Linked DNA regions of Salmo salar: region 2 is linked to region 1. Evidence: chromatin contacts called from public Hi-C data. All regions are on one chromosome and are shown on one strand. The core of a region is the stretch at or near the end of the contact, and the rest is flanking DNA. Distances in the headings are between cores, read along the strand shown. Region 1 overlaps cavin1 (caveolae associated protein 1). Region 2 holds the start of coasy (CoA synthase).

What was found. A called contact is a pair of places that touch in the nucleus more often than the background predicts.
Region 2: a contact with region 1 is called in a Hi-C map of gill, with 5 times the contacts expected there. The contact joins the promoter of coasy here to the enhancer-like site in region 1. A contact is called at or near these places in 2 of 3 Hi-C or Micro-C datasets (gill and muscle).

Annotation. Positions count from the first base shown.
Region 1 is chrssa19:61,033,234-61,040,629 of Ssal_v3.1, reverse strand. The region is part of intron 1 of cavin1 (caveolae associated protein 1); the gene reads left to right. Among protein-coding and RNA genes, the nearest start is that of cavin1, 16 kb to the left of the region's middle. Within about 2 kb of position 5,614, at least 3 of the 13 cell types and tissues checked have an H3K27ac peak or open chromatin away from gene starts, as enhancers often do. A contact at or near this core is called in gill, where this site is marked.
Region 2 is chrssa19:61,195,036-61,202,151 of Ssal_v3.1, reverse strand. coasy (CoA synthase) reads right to left here and starts at 4,206. Exons shown (of 10, transcript XM_014158720.2): 1 at 4,017-4,206; 2 at 1,078-1,837; 3 at 1-197. The coding sequence starts at 1,789.

The DNA of each region.
Region 1 (7,396 bases), core at 4,365-6,864:
ACTGTAGCTCATAAAGGAACTGTATAGCGAGAGTGTACTTGTCCCTAAAGGGAACTTCTCTTTGTGTTCAGCGAGAAAACCAGATTCCCGACGTTCCTCATTGAAAAGCAATGCTTCATGTCCTTTGTAGCATATGTTCACTGAGTTACGCAGCTTTCCTTATGATGTGACATAGTGTTTCTACTGAATGAAACGCTGAATAACCATCTTCCTCTCCCCTGCTCCACCCTCAGAAACCGTTCGAGAAGGGGTGGAAAAGTGTTCCAAAAACAGCTCAGGGAGTCCCAATAGCAACAACACATGGAAGTCAGTGTACTCATCCCTATAGGAACAACGTTGTGGAGTCAAAGTGCACTCATCCCAATGGGAACAGCATAGGGGAGTCAAAGTGCACTCATCCCAAAGGGAACAGCATAGGGGAGTCAGAGTGCACTCATCCCAATGGGAACAGCATAGGGGAGTCAGAGTGCACTCATCCCAAAGGGAACAGCATAGGGGAGTCAACGTGCACTCATCCCAATGGGAACAGCATAGGGGAGTCAGAGTGCACTCATCCCAAAGGGAACAGCATAGGGGAGTCAGAGTGTAATCATCCCCAATAGGAACAGCATAGGGGAGTCAGAGTGTACTCATCCCCAATAGGAATAGCATAGGGGAGTCAGAGTGTACTCATCCCAATGGGAACAGCATAGGGGAGTCAAAGTGCACTCATCCCAAAGGGAACAGCATAGGGGAGTCAGAGTGTAATCATCCCCAATAGGAACAGCATAGGGGAGTCAGAGTGTACTCATCCCCAATAGGAATAGCATAGGGGAGTCAGAGTGTACTCATCCCAATGGGAACAGCATAGGGGAGTCAAAGGGCACTCATCCCAAAGGGAACAGCATAGGGGAGTCAGAGTGTACTCATCCCCAATAGGAATAACATAAGGGAGTCAGAGTGTACTCATCCCCAATAGGAACAGCATAGGGGAGTCAGAGTGTACTCATCCCCAATAGGAATAACATAGGGGAGTCAGATGGTACTCATCCCCAATAGGAATAACATAGGGGAGTCAGAGTGTACTCATCCCAATAGGAATAACATAGGGGAGTCAGAGTGTACTCATCCCCAATAGGAATAACATAGGGGAGTCAGATGGTACTCATCCCCAATAGGAATAACATAGGGGAGTCAGAGTGTACTCATCCCAATAGGAATAACATAGGGGAGTCAGAGTGTACTCATCCCCAATAGGAATAACATAGGGGAGTCAGAGTGTACTCATCCCCAATAGGAACAGCATAGGGGAGTCAGAGTGTACTCATCCCCAATAGGAATAACATAGGGAAGTCAGAGTGTACTCATCCCCAATAGGAATAACATAGGGGAGTCAGAGTGTACTCATCCCCAATAGGAACAGCATAGGGGAGTCAGAGTGTACTCATCCCCAATAGGAATAACATAGGGAAGTCAGAGTGTACTCATCCCCAATAGGAATAACATAGGGGAGTCAGAGTGTACTCATCCCCAATAGGAATAACATAGGGGAGTCAGAGTGTACTCATTCCCAATAGGAATAACATAGGGGAGTCAGAGTGTACTCATCCCCAATAGGAATAACATAGGGAAGTCAGAGGGTACTCATCCCCAATAGGAATAACATAGGGAAGTCAGAGTGTACTCATCCCCAATAGGAATAACATAGGGGAGTCAGAGTGTACTCATCCCCAATAGGAATAACATAGGGAAGTCAGAGTGTACTCATCCCCAATAGGAATAACATAGGGAAGTCAGAGTGTACTCATCCCCAATAGGAATAACATAGGGGAGTCAGAGTGTACTCATCCCCAATAGGAATAACATAGGGGAGTCAGAGTGTACTCATCCCCAATAGGAATAACATAGGGGAGTCAGAGTGTACTCATCCCCAATAGGAATAACATAGGGGAGTCAGAGTGTACTCATCCCCAATAGGAATAACATAGGGGAGTCAGAGTGTACTCATCCCCAATAGGAATAACATAGGGGATTCAGAGTGTACTCATCCCCAATAGGAATAACATAGGGGAGTCAGAGTGTACTCATCCCCAATAGGAATAACATAGGGGAGTCAGAATGTACTCATCCCCAATAGGAATAACATAGGGGAGTCAGAGTGTACTCATCCCAATAGGAATAACATAGGGAAGTCAGAGTGTACTCATCCCCAATAGGAATAACATAGGGGAGTCAGAGTGTACTCATCCCCAACAGGAATAACAGGGGAGTCAGAGAAGGTGTTGCGTGGCCAGTTCGTGATCACAGGGCAGAGGAGGAGAGATGTCTCAACAACAGAGCTTGTGATTCATCGCGCTCCGTTCCCCCCGAGGGACCTCCGGCATGCCATAACTTTATATAGCAATCTCTTCTCTCCTCTCCCTCTGTGACTCCGACGTTCTCTCTCTCTCTCTCTCTCTCTTCCTCGCTCGCTCTTTCTCCCCTACTGTATTACTCTTTCTCTTTCCACATTTTTTTCTTTCTTTCTTTATTTTCTCTTGCTCTTTCTTTCATTCTGTATTTTCTCTCTTTCTTTCATTCTTTCTCTAGTTTTTTTCTCTTTCTCTGTCTCTCTATTTTCTTTCTCTCTCTATATTTCTCTCTTTTTCTCACTGTGTCTATTTTCTCTCTCTCTCTCTCTCAAAGGGCCAGGGGAAAATCAGAATGGAAAAAAGGAGCTGCCATTCTCCCCCAGAGGCTCTGTCACTGTTTGCCCATCGCATGCTTTCCCACACACACACGCCCCTTAGGCACAGATCCACGATCAGCCTCCCCTCTCCCAATTGTAATCTTAACCATTAGAGGGGGAACACACAACTGACTTTAGATCAGCATCCCAGACTAGGCCTAATACGATCTTCAGTCAGTGGTTTGCTTTGGAAAGTAGTGCAATTCATTCAAACGTTAGTCCAGTGAAGGATTTCTATTTCAAGGCAGGACATTTCTTTCATTTAAGGTTGCGTCCCAAATGGCACCCTAATCCCTACATAGTGCACTACTTTTGACCAGGGCTCAAAGAGACTTAAATTGAAGGGCATGAAATTATTCCTAAAAGGGATATTTGGTTTCTTTCTGCTTCTGTGCTAAAGAGCGACATTTTCGCAATGCATAAAAGTTCAGATGTATGCAAAGAAGAATGTAAAACTGTTTTTGCTCCATGAAAACTGAAAAAGGAGGAGGACAGAGAGAGAGTGTTGGTGAGAGAGGAATTCCTCTGTAGCCCGGCAGACACACACACACACACACACACTCACTCTCACACACACACAGTAAAGAAGCTGTACACATGGCAGTGATGAGTGGTTCTACTGCGATTTGGGTTTTGGGGCTGGGCTGGGCTGGGCTGGAGGAAAGCTTCCATGGTGAGCCTCACCCGGGTCCTCGAGCCTTGCCGCGGTCAAACGAGGTCCTCTGACACATGCCTGTTTGTAAAGTGCAATTTATTTTTCCTGCTGAGGTCGGAATGTGGAAATATTGACAAAGCATAGACTCAAGGACAGGCAGATACTCCCTGTCGGTATTAGATAGAACGTAGCGGCCCCGCCCGCCTTGGGGGAAAACAAACCATGGTTACCTTGGTTACCTAATTGTCTCAAAGCAAAAACTTTACATTTTTCAAACGTGATTTTCTTGTTGTTTGCTTGTTTTAGTCAACTACAAACTACATTTAAGAAAAGTACAGCATGTCTAAATATTACTTTTCATCTTTGCTCCCGAGCATTCTCCCCATGCTTAGAAAAACGTAATATTGTAGGGCTTCCCTCATGCACCTTTTCATAATGGCGCTAGTGAGTGCTAGCTAGCTACCAACTAAAACATTAAGCTAGCCAAGACCAACAATACAAACAGACTATACAGCTACTAGTAGTGACTGAAGTTACAAACAGACTATACGAAACAAGTTAAATGTTTTACCTGTGATTAAATGTTTTGCACACACATAGCTATGAGAAGTCTACTTGGGTAGTGGATCCCCACATTTCCCACTTTCCCACGCCGAAAAGGCTGAAGCCACAGGGCTCTTCTCGCAGGCTCTATTTCCTACATGAACCGTAGGTCCGGATGAACAAAAAATTGTATAGCGAGAGTGTACTTGTTGGCTCTTTTACAATGGGGGTCAATGTTAAAGAATGTTTGTTTTCCTAATCTGTGGGCGTGGTCCAGGGGAATTCCTTCTTATGATATGAATATTGACTCGGGAATATACATGTAGTAAAGTATAGTGGTGATGGTGATGAGGACATTAATATTACAATTACAACATGAAGGATAATTGTCTAGGAATTTTTATTGTACCCACCTACATAATTTTTGCACATGGATTAAACTTGCACATCACACCACCAAATCATTCCACAAGGCAGAAAAACAGGCCAAAAGCAGAATAGGGTTGCGGATACTGGAAAGCCAGAGAGAGAGGGGGAAGAGAGGGAGGTTGGGAAAGAGAGAGAGACAGAGAGAGAGAGAGAGAGGGGGGACACACACGTAGGCTTGTTAGTGAAAGAGTGGGACTTATTTGTGCTGACGGCACGGGGTTGCAGCCAGCTGATCTCAGCATATGAGCACCCCCCCCACCCACCTAGCCCCCACCCCCCCACCGCAACACAATGACAAGGCATGCAGGCAGCAGTTCAACATGGGTCACCTGTTTTTGACTTAGCTAGCCTCGCCAGCCCCCCACTGCCCGTTTGTGCCGCTTGCAGCAAAGCAGATACATGTTTAACAAAAGAGGCCTTTGCGTGTGTTAGTGTTGGTAGTCATAGGTGGATAGTCAAAGGCCTTTCTACATCCTGTAAATAGTCTTTCTACATACTATTGTTTAGAATGTTTGTACTCAAAAGGAGATGACGTAGCCTGGTTAAACCAGACTGAACGTTCACGCTCGATGTTGTTCCACATGAGTTTAACGTTCAGTACAGTATGTACACTGGAGTGCATTGTGTGGTGTTGAATTATTGTGGATAGACCGCCCACACACACACACACACAAACACACACACACACACACACACACACACACACACACACACACACACACACACACACACACACACACACACACACACACACACACACACACACACACACACACACGTGTGCTCGCGCCTACACACACGCACACTCTAAGTGGGTGGCAGAGGCACTCAGCGAGTGTGAGTGTAACCGCACTGTAAACACCTTTGAGACAGATGACTTTTCCACAGGCCATGTCTCGGAGCTAGCTGCACCACTCTCTCCATGACTAAGACTAAGTGAATGAAGGAGGGAGGGAGGGAGGGAGAAAGGGAGAGGGGAGGGAGGAAAGAGATGGTAATAGAGAGAGACAGAGAAAAAGAGAAAGACAAGAAGAGAGGGAAAAAAGAATGAGAGATGGAGGGAGGGAGGGAGAGAGTGAGAAAGGAATTAGAGGGAGACGGAGAGAGAGAAAGATAGAGGTAAAGAGAGAGAAAGATGGAGGTAAAGAGAGAGAAAGGAATTAGAGAGAGAACATCGAAGAGAAGAGAGAGAGAGAGAGGAGAGAAATAAGGAGAGAGAGGAGAAGGAAAGAGAGAGAAAAATAGACTGTATTCACCACTGTGGTCCCAGCACACGAAGCAACGGCTTGGGGGGAGTTTCTCTGTGGTGGTTGCTAAGGACAACAGAAGAGTGTGTGTATACAGTACACTGTAGCTGTGTATCTGTGGTGGTAGAATGGAACGGTCTGAAAGGGGAGGTCTGAAATCACTGAAAAACCATAAGCAGATACATACACACACACATTACCCCCCAACCCCCACCATCCTACATGCACACACACATTACCCCCACCCCCCACCATCCTACATGCACACACACATTACCCCCACCCCCCACCATCCTACATGCACAGACACACCACACCCTGCCTTGACTGACACCAAGAAGCACAAGATAAAGATTGCAGCCCATGTGATGATGAAACACAAATCATAGACTACTCCCAACACTACAGGACACATTTAACCCTGGCACAGAATGTTTTGCAATGCCTGCCATTTGTAATTGATGGGCAAAGTTCAAATCAAGTATGGCAATGTTACTGTATGTATTGGGCAAGTTCTCCTTTGCAACATTTAGACACTTCCACACACACAGATGTGCACGCGCTCACATGCTCACACACACAGGCATACATACCCCCCCCCACCTTCCTGCCTTTCTGTCTATCGGTCTCCCCCTCGTCGGCTTCTGTCTCTCGGTCTCCCCCTCGCTGGCCTGAGAGAACAATGTCCTTTTAAATGAGGAAGGGTCAGGATATCAGTCACGCCAAGGTGAATGCCTGGCTTCCTGTCACACTCCGGTTGGAGCCCTAATGGCACCCTGTTCCCTATAAAGTGCACTACCTTCGACCAGTCAAAAGTAGTGCACTTCGTAGGGAATAGGGTGCCATTTGGGACGCAGACCACTCTTTTTCCATGTACACACTTCCCTCCGTTACACCCCCCGTTTTGGCTCCTCAAGAAGCCTTATATAAGTGCCTTGACCTCTGAACTTCCGTTCTTTGAAGTTGCATACTGACAGATTGGAGGTCTCCCGAGCTGGGCCGGGCAGAGGTATTCGCTGTAGGGGGGCAGATTAAAGTCAAGAAAGGGCACATATGTCTAGTTTCTACCATCCAATATCTAAAACTCGATAGCTTAATCATATTTGTATTCGGAGGGTTACTTTCACACAAGGTGGGTGGGGGGAGAGGGATTTAGGCAGGTATGCTGTGGAACTTGTAGACCTGTGCATCACAGGAGGCTGCTGAGGGGAGGACGGCTCATAATAATGGCCGGAAAGGAGCAAATAGAATGGCATCAAACACCTGGAAACCCTGTGTTTGATGTATTTGTTACCTCTCCACTTATTCCGCTCCAGTCATTGCAACGAGCCCGTTCTCCCCAATTAAGGTGCCACCAACCTCCTGTGCTGTGCACGTACGTGCCTGTTGATCTCAAGCCGATTTGATCAGTACGGTAGGAGTAAATGGGATTTGAAATAAGAAAAGGTAAGTCGAGTCCTTACATAGACCTGCAATGAAAAAGGCTATTGTAACAGACTGTAAAAGCCTGCGCTAAGAGCACATTAGCCTTATATTTTATGAAAGTTGTCCCCGGGGTTGGACAAATACGAACACATCTGATTGGTTTGGTTAGTGACTTGGCTGCTAGACTTGTGCAATATACCGTTTATACCGTATACCAGGGTATTTTGAAATACCAACGGTAGGATTTTCTATGTTGTTTTAAAACAAACAGCAGAGACATTACAGCAGAGACATTCAATCCCCTCCTGGATCAAGATCCCTGTTGCCTAAATTGTTTTGTGTGTAAAAAAAAGTGGTCATAAAATGTTTGCCCCCTAGTGTGCACATTCG
Region 2 (7,116 bases), core at 2,957-5,456, 160 kb before region 1:
GTTCACAGCCTCGCCTCCCCTGCGGGTCTCCTCGCTGACCACAATGCATTGCAGCTGGGCATCAATAACGGAGGGTCCAAAGGGGTCCGAAAGGGGCACGATCTCGTACTGCAGCGAGGGCTTGACGTCCTGCAGGAACTCTTGGAGCCGCTGCACCCGCAGGGCATATGGCTCGATTAGCTCCTTTAGCACCTTCTCTGAGGATAGGCAGAGAAAGATAAGAAAAAGAGAAGGTGGAGAAAGAGGAAGAAGAGAACGAAGAATAAGAGGCAAGGAAAATGGCAGGGTAGGGGACATCAAACGTTTTATTCCGCTATTGTGCAAACATATCCGTAAATCCACATTCTTCAATGTCAAGGTTGAGTGTAGGGAATTTTCTACCATTGTAATCCTTGGGCAGGCCGCCTAAGCATTTTTTTCGGGTCTCCTAAATCCAAACAGTGTACAGAAATATATAATAATAATAAAACAAACTTTATGCATTTGTGATTGAAAAACGCTTTCAGTGTTAACTTAAACGACATAAAACATAAAATATGTAGAAAAGATAATGGACCTCTATGTTTTTCAATAATCTCATCTTTGAGAATTAACAACCCCCAAAATAAAAACTAGACAATCAGGGAGAATTTAAAATACCAAAAACAATGAATTTAACAGTATTGATTTTGTTATTATGTTTGAGCAAAACACAGCATTAGCCATGGCAAAATGCATAGGAAATTAACTTTAAAACGGCACTATTTTCTCTCAGCTCCAAGAATTTGAATAACAAGAAATTGCCTTAAATTCAAAAATGTCTCTACATTGTCAAGATGGGGGACCTCAAATTTTGCACCGCTGAAGGTCCGCACCCCCTGCCCACCACCTGAAACCCCTTTTGATCCAGAAAAAAACCCTGAAGCACAGTGAATTCCAAAGTCCTTTTAACAATGGCAATCCAGATCAGATTATATAGCCCATTATGGGGTAAGGAACACAATACCTTGTGTATGGATAGAAGACAAGGAGACCTAATAATGCCCAAAGAAACTTGTTTACACAGCAACCATTGTCCTTTCTCATCATTCCACTTACTTTTTAGAAGTTCTTGGTCACACACCCCGATAAGGAACCGCTTGTTCGCCAAGAGGCAAGAGATGTTCAGCAGCGTCTTGTGCGCCCCGTGGAGGCGGTCAAACGTTCCACCTACCACCACCTCACTGTAAGTCTCCATGCGCTCCGAGCTACTATCCCAGTCGTCCTTTTGGCCCTCCTTCTCTACCTCTTCCTCCAGCTTCTGCAGCTGCGGGTGGAGCAGCACCGAGGCCAAGCCGGGAGTGCAGACGTAACAGCGGCCCGTGTACCTCTGCAGACACTGGGCCACCAGTGGGGACTGGCCTGGGTCCTGCAGGGCGAAGTCTGTTAGCACCACCTCGGGGGAGTGGGAGAGGGGCTGTGGGGAAGGGAAGGGGTTACATGCTACCCCTGTCCCACCCGTCTCTGGGCTGGAGGCGTTGTTGGGCTGGGCGCGGACGTTGGTGAGGAGCACTCGTACGTCCAGGTGGCCGCACACATTGGCAGCATTGCTGTAGAGCCCGGTGATAAGGCTGGACAGATCCACCACGGGCGGGATGAAGACGGGCCTGGGCTGGCCCCCGCCTGTACCCAGGTTCAGGCCTGGATGGAGATGGACGTAGAGGGTGCGCTCCACCACCTGGGCAGCTGAGCTGAGTACGGGGGCAATGCGCAGGGGGAGGGTGTGGAGGGGAGAGGTGAGCACCAGGATGCCCGTGCTGAACATGGACATGTTGGCCAGATGTGTCACAGGAGCAGGGACACACGCTTGGCACAATGTCTGGGGTAGAGCAAAAGGCAGGGTCACACCATTACAAAAAACATTGAGAAAACCTATTAATTAGTTACCTAAGCTAAAGGTCGTTATCAATAAACCGTCACAATACCGTGCAGAGCGTACAATTTGGCAGCTGGGGAGCAAGGAGACCCCCAGTGCCGCTGACATTTGTATTTATTTAACCTTTATTTTATCAAGGAGTTATTTTTTCATCTATCCAGATATCTGTAAGCAGGGATGGACACCTTTCAAAGTATATATGTTGGTACTAATATGGACACCTTTCAAAGTACATATGCTTAAATCAGAGTTATTTCTATGCGCTCTTGAGAACATATACAACATATACTTATAATCGACCCCTGTGGGACATCTTTCGTAATATTCAGGAAACCTGATTTAACACCATCAGTAGATACGCATTGAGTTCTATCTGTCAAGTCATTTTTAAACCGGTTACATGCAGCCTGGTCTAGGCCATTTGAGAAAAGCCTCTGAATTAGCGGGGAGTGATCAACAGTATAGAAAGACTTTGATAGGTCAATGAAGATTTGACAACTACATGCCGTTTTCAAGGGATTGCTAAACAAATGTTATCTATTTGGCTTTAATATCATCACCTCTTGAAGAGCAGTCAGAACTACACATTTCCTATAATTTAACTATATAATCAGTAAACATCAATTGAGCATCTATTTTCAGATTGGATAGGCTACCCTCACCTATTGGCATGTACTGTACTTAGCGTGTCATTTAGTTTGCTTCATCAGAGATTAAGCTTTTGGAAAGAGCTTTACATGGGTAAATCCTCCTGGTCAAGTTGTAAATCGGACTACTGTCTTCAGCACTATAGATGGCGACCAAATACAGCCATCTAGTTTATCCCCTGAAAGATAACGTTAATGTAACAAGCTATCCCTAATATGCTAGCTAGACAATTTGACACATAGCCTATCATGTTTGTCAGCTGCAATCTTGATTAAACACTCTTAAAAACAATGAAAAGGGGATCATGTTGGGTAACTAAGCTGGGTAGGCTTAACGTTACGTTGGAGAAAAAAAAAGTAATTTTAGGTCTACTTACCAATATTTTCAACCAACTGAAAATGTTCTACCAGTAGATATAATTGCAAAGTAGAAACTACTTTGCAATTATGTCTACTGGTAGAAACTTTGCGCAATTGGTTAAACATATGGGTAGGTAGACCTAATGTATTTCTCTTAATACAGGATGGGAAATTAACCTAAACAGCTCATACCCGTCAGGTATAGTTCACTTTTATATCACTCAAATATCCAATTAATTGTGGCCAATATTGAGAGATATCGTGAGGCTACACTCACGTATCTGAAATGACATGATGAATTTACGTGTACTGACCATGAAAGCAGTTAATTGCGGTGTAATTCTGATAGCGCTAAATGTTCGCAATTGTTTTGCATGGAATAATATGTGTAGTTCTGGCTATGTTCTTGAAGAGGTGATGATATTGCAACCAAATAGTTGACATGTATTTAACGATCCCTTGAAAACCGCAGGCAGTTGTCAAAGCTTTTAGCGGAGCTGGGGGGGGGGGGTCTGCACCTTATGACGTTTTATTGATCACCCTGGCCTTTTACCAAGCACTAAACCGTAGGTAGCTACGTCTGGTAAATCAATAACGACTAAACAAACGGATGAAGACGAATGATTTCTTATTACTATAGCTAGCCAAGTTAACTATAAGACACATTGACCTTCGCTAAAGAAAAGGGAAAATTCGAGGAAATGTGTTTAGTTAGCTTGCTAGTAAAGTTACTTAGCAGCTAACTGGCACGTAGCTAACGTGAACTAGCTAGCTACGTTAACGTTAGCTGGTTATGATCAAGACATTTGCAACACCCCGGAGAGCCAACAAGTCAACCTCAACTCCGCGTTGTGGCGTAGCTAGCTAGTTTCCATTTGAGTTGAGTTTTACTTGGCAACGACGTACACCCCGGAATATTGTCAGAATACTACACATTGAATGTACTACCATGACATACACAACCCATAGCTATCATTGAAGTATGTCGCTAGCGTTAGCTGACTAAAACCGAGCAAGCTAACGTAGCTAGTAGGTTGCCGCGTAAGCTAGCTAGCACGGACACTTGCGTTCGTGCTTAGAAATAACAACATGAAGAGTGACAATAGTTACTTTACCTTGTGCAAATGCTGTAGCAAGGTAACGTGAGTTAAGTTTAAATCTCGTCTGTAACTGGCTATTCCCAATGGCTAACTACATTGTTGTACCACTGTCCAATATTGTTATTATTCTTTCGATAAAGAGACAGTCCATTTGACCTAGCTAGCTACCGGTTGCACATGGACAACATTCATTGGTTGATAAATTGATTTGGGGACATCTGGGTAATGTAGTCAGATAGCGAAAATATCTAGCTATTCATTTCCATTTCATAATCAGCCGACAGAGGTCACTATTGATATGTTGGGACGTTGATATGTTGGTGCTATTGATAGAATAAATCTGGTTCATTATACAATTTATTTATTTATTTGTAGGCTACCTATTTTATTGCATCACACAGGAGAGTGTCATTTAACCAGGCAAGTCAGTCAAGAACAAATTCTTACTTACAATGACGGCCTACCTCGGCCAAACACTAACCTGGACGACGCTGGGCCAATTGTGCGCCGCCCTATGGGACTCCCAATCACGGCTGGTTGTGATACAGCCTGGAATCGAACCAGGGTCTGTAGTGACACCTCTAGCACTGAGATGCAGTGCCTTAAACCGCTGCACAACTCTGGAGAAAGAAAGAATACAATCACAGACAGGAAATGCACAGTAGGCCGACCACCTGTAAAACCTGCTTGGCATCTCAGCAATGCACTTTGTAATGAACCTCAAACCCAGTCATGTTGCGAATCCCACCATCAAACTATAATGTTTTTTTAAAAACAGATCAGTGTCCAAACTTTAGTTCAACATTTATAAGTTGCACCAGGCCCATAATCACAAAGCATCTAAGAGTACATTTACGTCATTTAGCAGACGCTCTTATCCAGAGCGACTTACAAATTGGGTAGGAGTGCAGATCTAGGATCAGTTTGACCTTTTAAGTCATATTGAAAAAAGGTAGAACCTGAGCCTAGATCAGCACTACCGCTCTGAGAAGCTTTATACGCACCCGTCTCACCTGTGTCTCAGTCCTTATTTCTGCTGCAGATGAGAAATCATGGCCTTTATCCATTGTACAAAGATAACACATCAAATCAAAGTTTGTTACGTGCACCGAATACAACAGGTGTAGACCTTACAGTGAAGTAAAAACAATTGGTATTAGGTGAACAATAGATAAGTAAGGAAATAAAAAAAACTGTAAAAAGACAGTGAATAATAACAGTAGCGAGGCTATATACAGTGGCGAGGCTATATACAGGCACCGGTTAGTCAGGCTAATTGAGGTAGTATGTACATGTAGGTATGGTTAAAGTGACTATGCATATATGATAAACAGAGAGTAGCAGTTGCATAAAAGAGGGGTTCACGGGTGGTGGGTGGCAGGACACAATGCATATAGTCCGGGTAGCCAATCTGCAGAGGCACCGGTTAGTCGGGCTAATTGAGGTAGAATGTACATGAAATATATAGTTAAAGTGGCTATGCATATATGATAAACAGAGAGTAGCAGCAGTGTAAAAGAGGGGGGGACGACACAATGCAAATAGTCCGGGTAGTCATTTGATTACATGTTCAGGAGTCTTATGGCTTGGGGGTAAAAGCTGTTGAGAAGCCTTTTAGTCCTAGACTTGGCGCTCCGGTACCACTTGCCATGCGGTAGTAGTGAGAACAGTCTATGACTGGGGTGGGTGGGATCTTTGACAATTTTTAGGGCCTTCCTCTGACACCGTACACTCTGTAGTGCCTTGCGGTCGGAGGCCGAGCAGTTGCCGTACCAGGCAGTGATGCAACCAGTCAGGATGCTCTCGATGTTGCAGCTGTAGAAACTTTTGAAGATCTGAGGACCCGTGCCAAATCTTTTTAGATTCCTGAGGGGGAATATGCTTTGTCGTGCCCTCTTCACAACTGTGTTGGTGTGTTTGGACCATGTTAGTTTGTTGGTGATGTGGACACCAAGGAACTTGACGTTCTCAACCTGCTCCACTACAGCCACGTCGATGAGAATGGGGGCGTGCTTGGTCCTCCTTTTCCTGTAGTCCACAATCATCTCCTTAGTCTTGGTTACGTTGAGGGATAGGTTGTTATTCTAGCACCACCCGGCCAGGTCTCCGACCTCCCCCCTATAGGCTGTCTCGGCGTTGTCAGTGATCAGGCCTACCACTGTTGTGTCGTCTGCAAAATTGGAGTCATACCTGGCCACGCAGTCGTGGGTGAACAGGGAGTACAGGAGGGGACTGAGCACGCACCCCTGAGGGGCTCTAGTGTTGAGGATCAGCGTGGCAGACGTGTTGCTACCTACCCTCACCACCTGGGGGCAGCCCGTCAATAAGTCCAGGATCCAGTTGCAGAGAGAGGTGTTTAGTCCCAGGATCCTTAGCTTAGTGATGAGCTTTGAGGGTACTATGGTGTTGAACGCTGAACTGTAGTCAATGAATAGCATTCTCACGTAGGTGTTCCTTTTGTCCAGTGGGAAAATGCAGTGTAGAGTGCAGTAGAGATTGCATCATCTGTGGATCTGTTTGGGCGGTATGCAAATTGGAGTGGGTCTAGGGTTTCTGGGATAATGGTGTTGATGTGAGCCATTACCAGCCTTTCAAAGCACTTCATGGCTACGGACGTGAGTGCTACGGGTCTGTAGTCATTTAGGCAGGTTGCCTTAGTGTTCTTGGGCACAGGGACTATGGTGGTCTGCTTGAAATATGTTGGTATTACAGACTCAGACAGGGACATGCTGAAATTGTCAGTGAAGACACCTGCCAGTTGGTCAGCACATGTCCTGGTAATCCGTCTGGCCCCGCGGCCTTGTGAATGTTGACCCGTTTAAAAAGGTCTTACTCACGTCGGCTACGGAGAGCGTGATCACACAGTCATCCGGAACAGCTGATGCTCTCATGCATGCCTCAGTGTTGCTTGCCTCGAAGCGAGCATAAAAGTGATTTAGCTCGTCTGGTAGGTTTGTGTCACTGGGCAGCTCGTGGCTGTGCTTCTCTTTGTAGTCAGTAATAGTTTGCAAGCCCTGCCACATAAGACGAGCGTCGGAGCCGGTGTAGTACAATTCAATCTTAGCCCTGTATTGGTGCTTTGCCTGTTTGTTGATTTGTCGGAGGGCATAGCAGG